Linked DNA regions of Sus scrofa: region 2 is linked to region 1. A link is a contact called in public Hi-C data. All regions are on one chromosome and are shown on one strand. The core of a region is the stretch at or near the end of the contact, and the rest is flanking DNA. Distances in the headings are between cores, read along the strand shown. Region 1 holds the start of PHLDA3 (pleckstrin homology-like domain family A member 3). Region 2 holds the start of CSRP1 (cysteine and glycine-rich protein 1).

Region 1 (3,445 bases), core at 514-3,013:
CATGTGTGTCTGTGTGTGTGTGTCTTGCAACAGAGTGGTGGGTGGGAAACCGCCAGCTCCTGACTTGGCTGCTGTGGGGAGGGCACCGCTCCCTCCACCCTGGCTCTCCCAGCGCCCGTTAGGCTCTATGTCAACCAGGCAGGAGGCTGGAAACACAGGGTGTGGGTACAAAGAGGTCTCATTACTATCGTTATTACAAATCATTATTCCCATCAGCATCTATTATTAGCATGTCTATGAATAGGTCCCCAAGAAATGGGTAGTCCTTCAGGAGCTGACTGAGCCGGGGGCAGGCGAGGACCGGGGACGGCCATCTGCCGGTGCCTTGTCTCCATCCTCCACAGTCGGTAAAAGTGGGGGCAGGTGTCCTAGGCCTTTCACCGATGTTATCTAACTTAATCCCTAGAGATCGGTGATGTAAGAATCAATGCATCTTCCCATCTGATGGAGGAGGAAACTGGAGGATAAAGAAGTTGCCGGAGGTCCTGTTGTGGGGCAGCGGAAATGAATCCAACTAGGAACCATGAGGTCTCGAGTTCAATCCCTGGCCTCACTCTGTGGGTTAAGGATCCAGCGTTGCTGTGAGCTGTGGGTTGCAGACAAGGCTCCGATCTGGCGTGGCTGTGGTGTAGGCCGGCAACTGTAGCTCCGATTGGACCCCTAGCCTGGGAACCTCCATATGCTGTGGGTGCGGCCCTAAAAGGACAAAAGACAAAAGACCAAAAAAAAAAAAAAAAAAGTTGCCCAAGGTGGGCTGGACATGGCCCCCCCAGGAGGAAGAGTTGAGATTTGAAACCTGAAGAGCTCAGGCCTTCACACCATACTCTCCAGCCAGAAATGGGGGAGGGGGCTTCTTCCTACCTCCCCCCTCCCTCTTCAGCTCAGTATCCAGGGGGCTGGGCTCGGGGGAGCAGCACTGAATCTGCAAAGGGGAATAGCACAGGCCTGGGGCTGACTCCACCGGTGCGGAGTCTATGTGGGCTGGGCCCGGCCCCTCAACATCTATGCGGGCTGAGCCAGGGCCCCCTCCATGTGACGAAGAGGATGCAGCAATGACTTAGCCAGGTCACCAGTGTGTGTGTGTGGGTGGTGGTGGGGGGGTGTGTCCCTCCTCCCCCTCCTCCACCGCAGGGAGGCTGAGGGACCTCAAGACTCCTCAGTCCCAGGCTGGCACTGGGATGGGGGCAGGAGTAAGAGGGTGGGCGTGGAGCAGAGACAGCTGCGGGCAGCCTCTTTGGGCCCCTGCACTGAGAAATCTGCCCCTGGGGGCGGAACCCAGTTTGGGCTTGATTCCCAGCCCCTTCCCCCATCCCAACCCCAGGATCTTCCTCATTTTTCTGATTTCGCAATGCCAGGCAGGAGCTGGCCAAGATGGGAAAGGGGGCAGAGACGGGGGTTTGGGAAGCATCCAGCAGCTGTCTGGCGCGCGCCCCCACCCCTCCCCGTGCGAGTCCCAACCAGTGCCACCGCGGAGCAACCCCTCCTCCCAAGCAGCGACCCCCGGAGTCCAAGATCTGGAGGAGCTGTGGTCCCAGGAGCGGCAGATGCGAGGCCCCAGGGCTCCGGCCGTGGGTCAGCAGCTCTCTCGGTCCCTGCGCCCCTTGCCCGGCGTCCAGGGCCCGCAGGATGACCGCGCCCCGCCCCCAGGCCGGCCAGGCTGCGCAAGGGAGAGGAGGGGAGGGGAAGGGAGGGGAGGGGAGGGAGGGCAGGCCCGCCCCCCTCCGGGCAGGAATGCGCCGCGCAGGAGGCGGGCCCGGGACATGTGAGGGCACATCCCCGGAGCGGCCGCCCAGCGCGCAGACGGCCGGCGGAGCGAGCGGGCCAGCGATCGGGTGAGCGCGCGGCCGGGGCTCTTGGGCCCGGGGCGGGGTCGGCGCGGAGCAGCGGCGGGGAGCTCGTGCGGAGAACCGGCGGGGCGGCCCGGCCCGGCCCCGCGCCCGCGCCCATGACGGCGGCCGTGCTCCGGGAGGGCGTGCTGGAGAAGCGCAGTGGCGGGCTGCTGCAGTTGTGGAAGCGCAAGCGTTGCGTGCTCACCGAGCGCGGGCTGCAGCTCTTCGAGGCCAAGGGCGCGGGCGGCCGTCCCAAGGAGCTGAGTTTCGCCCGCATCAAGGCGGTGGAGTGCGTGGAGAGCACGGGGCGCCACATCTACTTCACGCTGGTGACCGAGGGCGGCGGCGAGATCGACTTCCGCTGCCCGCTCGAGGACCCCGGCTGGAACGCGCAGATCACCCTGGGCCTGGTCAAGTTCAAGAACCAGCAGGCTATCCAGACGGTGCGCGCGCGGCAGAGCCTGGGGGCCGGGACCCTGGTGTCTTAAGCCGCGGACGGACGTCTCCGCTCCACGCGGCCCATTGACGCAGCGCGGAGGTGGTGTCAGGTGAGCCTTGGGGTCCGAGGTCCCCTTCTCTCTTCCCTCCCGTTTCCTTTCCTCAGCGGAGAAAATGGGGGCCTCCCACCCGCGTGCCACCTCACAGCTGGACCCTCCTAAGGGCCACCGAGCCCGGAAGGGCTGGGCCTGGGGCGGAGAGCCTGACTTTCCCCTGGCACCAGGCGTGGGGACCTGAAAGTGACCCCTGCTTCTGAGGAAGGTGGGCAGGAGGGGCCTTCCCCAGGTTGGTTCTGCCCTGACTCAGGTGGAGGAGGCCAGGACAACTCCGCAGGCTGCTGGCCCCTACCCACCAGGGCAGGGCTCCTGGGCTGTGGCTTTCTGGGGCCAGGGGCGGGCAGAGGGGGCATGGACTGGCCCCGCCCCTTCTGCTGGCATGGCGCTGGTTGGGAGGGTGAGCGAGGAATTGATGCAGGAGGACAGCTGCCCTCAACTAGTAGGGTCCCACCAGGTTGGGACCAGAAGGGGGAGTCCTAGCTCCCAAAGTGGGTTCCTGGTGGGGGCTTGGCTAGGCCGGGCCTGGGAGCTTCACTGCCCACTCTTGACTGTGAGCTTTGGGTCCCAGGGCTGAGCTGTTGGGAAACCCAGGGGATGTGGTGGATGGGCGGGCCAGGCCACTGATGCCTAGAGGGGTGGCCCTGTCCACCTGCCCCTGAGCGCCCCTGAGTTCTGGACCGAGGAGGGGGTGGGGGGATGGCCTCACGGTGAGGTATTTGTGATGTCTTAATCCTCCTTGGGCAGTAGGGCAGGGGGTGGGGGCGGGTTTGTGGTCAGAAAGCCGGAGGGGAGGAACCAGGAATAGAACCCAGAAGCCCTGGCTCCCGGCCCTGTGCCCTCTTCCCCAGATGCTGCTCCCTCCTGTGGGAACCAGGAGCAGGGTTGGGGAAGGATCTGGCTGTCACTGAAAACCTATATCTCCTGCCCCTCTGCCCCCTCCCCTCCCCCCACCGCCCTCGTATTGCAGCCTCTCACCTTACCAGGTGGACCCCCTGCAAGCCTAGGCACCTGCTGGTTGGTGCTGCCCACCCATTGACCCTCCTGGTCCCTCCTCTTTGGAGC
Region 2 (3,445 bases), core at 491-2,990, 37 kb before region 1:
TAGCAACACCAGATCCGAGCTGCATCTGCGATCTACACCACAGCTCACGGCAACGCCGGATCCTCAACCCACTGAGCGAGGCCAGGGATCGAACCCATAACCTTATAGTTCCTAGTTGGATTCGCTTCTGCTGCGTCACGACGGGAACTCCTTGGAGGCCCTGTTTGCATGATGGGCCTGGCCCAAAGAAAGCTGTTTCTTAGGCCAGGAAGTCAGAAAAGCCCAGATAAACACCTCATTTTCTGGATTCTAAGATGCTTGATTTTATTCCTGGAGGAGAGATGATTCGGCCACCTGGGGCTGTAAATGAGGCCTGTGAGGGTCTGAGGCCTCGACACCTGTCCAGGCTGGAAGATGTGGCAGCTGCACCTGTGCGTGACCCGGAGGAAGGGCCACCAGCTGCCCAGCAGCCCTCCAAGACCTGCCCCCGGGGCCACAGCCATGGGCGAGAGGAGGCTTCCTTCTCAGAGACACTGGAGCCCATGAGGGCAAACAGCAGGGCACCCGGGGAGCAGGCACAGCACAGCGAAATGTGCGCCGAGGTCTGAGTGTGGTTTGCACCCCACTCGGTGTGCTCCCAGTGCAAAGGGTGCCATTCGACCTGGAAATGCAGTGAATGAGCTACGACACCGCGGACCCAAAGAAGTGCTTTGTCTCCCTAAGTTCTCAGTCTCTCTCAGGTCTCCGTGTTCCTCCGAACAGGACTTGGGGGAGCAGATGGCACCTTCTTTTATTTTTTTCTTTTCTTTTTTTTTTTTCCTCGTCTTTTTGCCATTTCTAGGGCCACTCCCGTGGCATATGGAGTTTCCCAGGCTAGGGGTCTCATTGGAGCTGTAGCCACTGGCCTACACCAGAGCCACAGCCACGCGGGATCTGAGCCACGTCTGCTACCCACACCACAGCTCACGGCAATGCCGGATCCTTAACCCACTGAGCAAGGCCAGGGATCGAACCTGCCACCTCATGGTTCCTAGTTGGATTTGTTAACCACTGAGCCACGAGGGGAACTCCGGCACCTTCCTTTAGAGCTGGGCTCGCTCTGCCCCCCACCAGGACCCCTCTGCCAGGGGGTGACTCCCTCTCCCTCCAGAGCCCCAGGTTTCTGGGCTGTTCTGCCCAGGACAGAGGTGGAGGTTCTATCCTGACCCAGGAACAGCTCTGCAGGGAGCGGGCGGCTCTGACCTCTGAGATGCCCGCTGCTGCAGGCACAGGAAGGGCTGGGAGCTGCTGAGGGCGGCACCCACTTTTCAGAGCTGCTGTTCTGGGGGAGGGGTGGGGCAGCCTCCTTTGGAGAGCAGGGGAGATTGGGGAAGCCCAGAAGGAAGAGCTGCTGGAGGAGGGCGTTACACTCACCGAGGGCCACTGCTGAGGGCGTAGAAGGCTTAGAAGATCTGCCCCGTCTCCCCCCAAAACACACCCCTTCCCTGTGGATTACAGCTCCTTCACAGATGCGGAGCCTGTGGGCGGGGGTGGGGGGTGATTTGGAATCTAGGCCAGGGCAACAGCTAGTACACGGAAGGGGCGGGATCCGAACTCAGGCCTCTCTTACCCTGGTGCTCAGATGTGTCCTTGCCACCCTGCCGCCAGAACAAGTGAGACCCCACCACCGTCCCCACCGCCATCCACGCCCGCCCCTTCTCTTGTGGCGCAGGTTTTATCAGAAGTCTTAGCTCTCAGACTTGTGTCTCCACCCTCTCGCATCCGGCCGCCAGGAAACCCTGAGAAGTTCCGGGCACGTGCGAGACGCGGCTTCCTCCGTGGCGGGGGCACAGGGGGTCCCCCGGGCGCAGCCGGGTCGCCCCGGGCCTGGGGACCCCGCTGGGGGGTTGGGGGGTTGCGCCAAGACCTTAGCGCCGATGCGGTGACATCAGCCCCGGTGTGGTGACATCGGCGCTGGTGTGGTGCAGTGTGCAAAGCCCACTGGTTGGCGTGGCCGGGACACGCCCCCCGGGAGCGGAACAAAACGGCGCGCGGGCCGGACGAGCCCAGCCCCGCTTCCAGAGCGCCGCCCGCTGTCGCTGCCGCTACCGAAAGCCCAGCCACCACCGCCGCCAGGTGAGTGCGCGGGGTCTCGCCGAGCCCCTCTGGGCCACCCCGCTGGGCTCCGCTGCAACCTCCGCCCCTACCCCCGAGCGCCCTGGCTCCTCTGCGCGCCCCGGCTCCGCGCGCGCTGGACGCCCCCGGCCTTCTTGTCCCGCCACCTCTCGGGAGGCTGCAGGGGAGGGTAGACGCGACACCGGGCGGCCGGGGCCCGCGCAGGCCGAGGAGTGGGGCCAAGTGGCCGCGCGGGTTTCTTTCCAGGAGGCGCGGGGCTCCTCCCCGCTCCGGGTTCCCCGGACACAAAGGGCCCCCACGTGCCCCTGTCCCGGGACGGCCCGGCGCCCCCCACCGCCTGCGGGTCCCGAGGCGGAACAATGGGCCATTCTGCGCGCACTGACGCTTGTTGTCCGGCGGGGGTGGGAGCCTCTTGCAGCCCCCGCCCTTCTGCCCTGGGGGAACGCGCCCGCGGGCAGGGTGGGGACCGTCGGGCCTCGGGGGCCCGCCCGTGGCAGCTGCGCCCTGCCCTGCGCAGCGCAGGTGCTGGTTTCACTCTTTTCAAAAGACTAGATGGAGTTGCCCCCCACCTCCCACTGCGCGCGCCCCATTCACTCCCGCCCCCGCCGGCTCGTCTAAAGGAGTGGGGACCATCGCAGAGCCTGAAGGGACCCACAGTGCTTGGTGGCCTCAGTCCCTGAAGTGGGGAACACACTTAGAGAAAGTTGCAGTCCATTGCCCCACCAGCAACCACGAGGCAGGCGTTTTATCTGCTCTCACAGGCCCCAGAGTGTTGTGCAAATTCTGCAAACAGTTGTGATCTAATCAAATCTGGGTCTAGGCAGGAGGCTGGGTGGCTCAGCTCCCCGGAGGCGGGGGCACCCCTGCCCCTGGGTGTGAGTGGATGGTTAGGCCCACCCAGCTGAGAGGGCGTCACCTGGGCTCCTACCCCCAGAGGTCCGTACACCCGGCTCTGGTGAACACGGCAACCCACTCGGTGAGAGGTTGTTGGAAGGGGAACTGATCCTGATCCTGAACCCGTGGCCTTAAACAGGTCGCCTCCCTCTCACGCTCAGTTCCTGTAGGGTTGGCACTGGGAGAGCCTTGCACAGACGTGGAACCCAGCGGGGACAGTGGCTCCCTTCTCCTTGGCCTCCCCCCAGCCCCCCACCCCATGCCTCCCCACTGCTCCCAGAAGCTCAGCAGGCTGGAGGTGCTGTCCTCTCAGGGCAGGCTGGAATTTCTTCCCTGAGGGATTTGGGGACCAGGTGCTGAGTGTTCACTGCTGCGCTCACCTCTGGCCTCCAGATGTTCATGGTGGGCTGAAGTGCTTGCGGGGGGTGGGGGGGGCGGGCCGGCAGGGTCACTTCTTGCGAGAGAGACTATCCTTGTGGCTGCTCTTGGTCTCCCA

Evidence for each region. Hi-C and Micro-C count contacts between places; a contact is called where the count stands out from the background.
Region 2: a Hi-C map of liver shows a contact between it and region 1, with 2.4 times the contacts expected there. The contact joins the promoter of CSRP1 here to the promoter of PHLDA3 in region 1. A contact is called at or near these places in 1 of 5 promoter capture datasets (liver), 19 of 47 Hi-C or Micro-C datasets (adipose tissue, alveolar macrophages, blood and 8 more) and 1 of 2 datasets of contacts at active chromatin or transcription factors (skeletal muscle).

Annotation. Positions count from the first base shown.
Region 1 is chr10:23,825,746-23,829,190 of Sscrofa11.1, reverse strand. PHLDA3 (pleckstrin homology-like domain family A member 3) reads left to right here and starts at 1,763. Exons shown (of 2, transcript XM_003357675.5): 1 at 1,763-2,377. The coding sequence starts at 1,946. The coding sequence ends at 2,317.
Region 2 is chr10:23,862,315-23,865,759 of Sscrofa11.1, reverse strand. CSRP1 (cysteine and glycine-rich protein 1) reads left to right here and starts at 1,740. Exons shown (of 6, transcript XM_003357676.4): 1 at 1,740-2,055.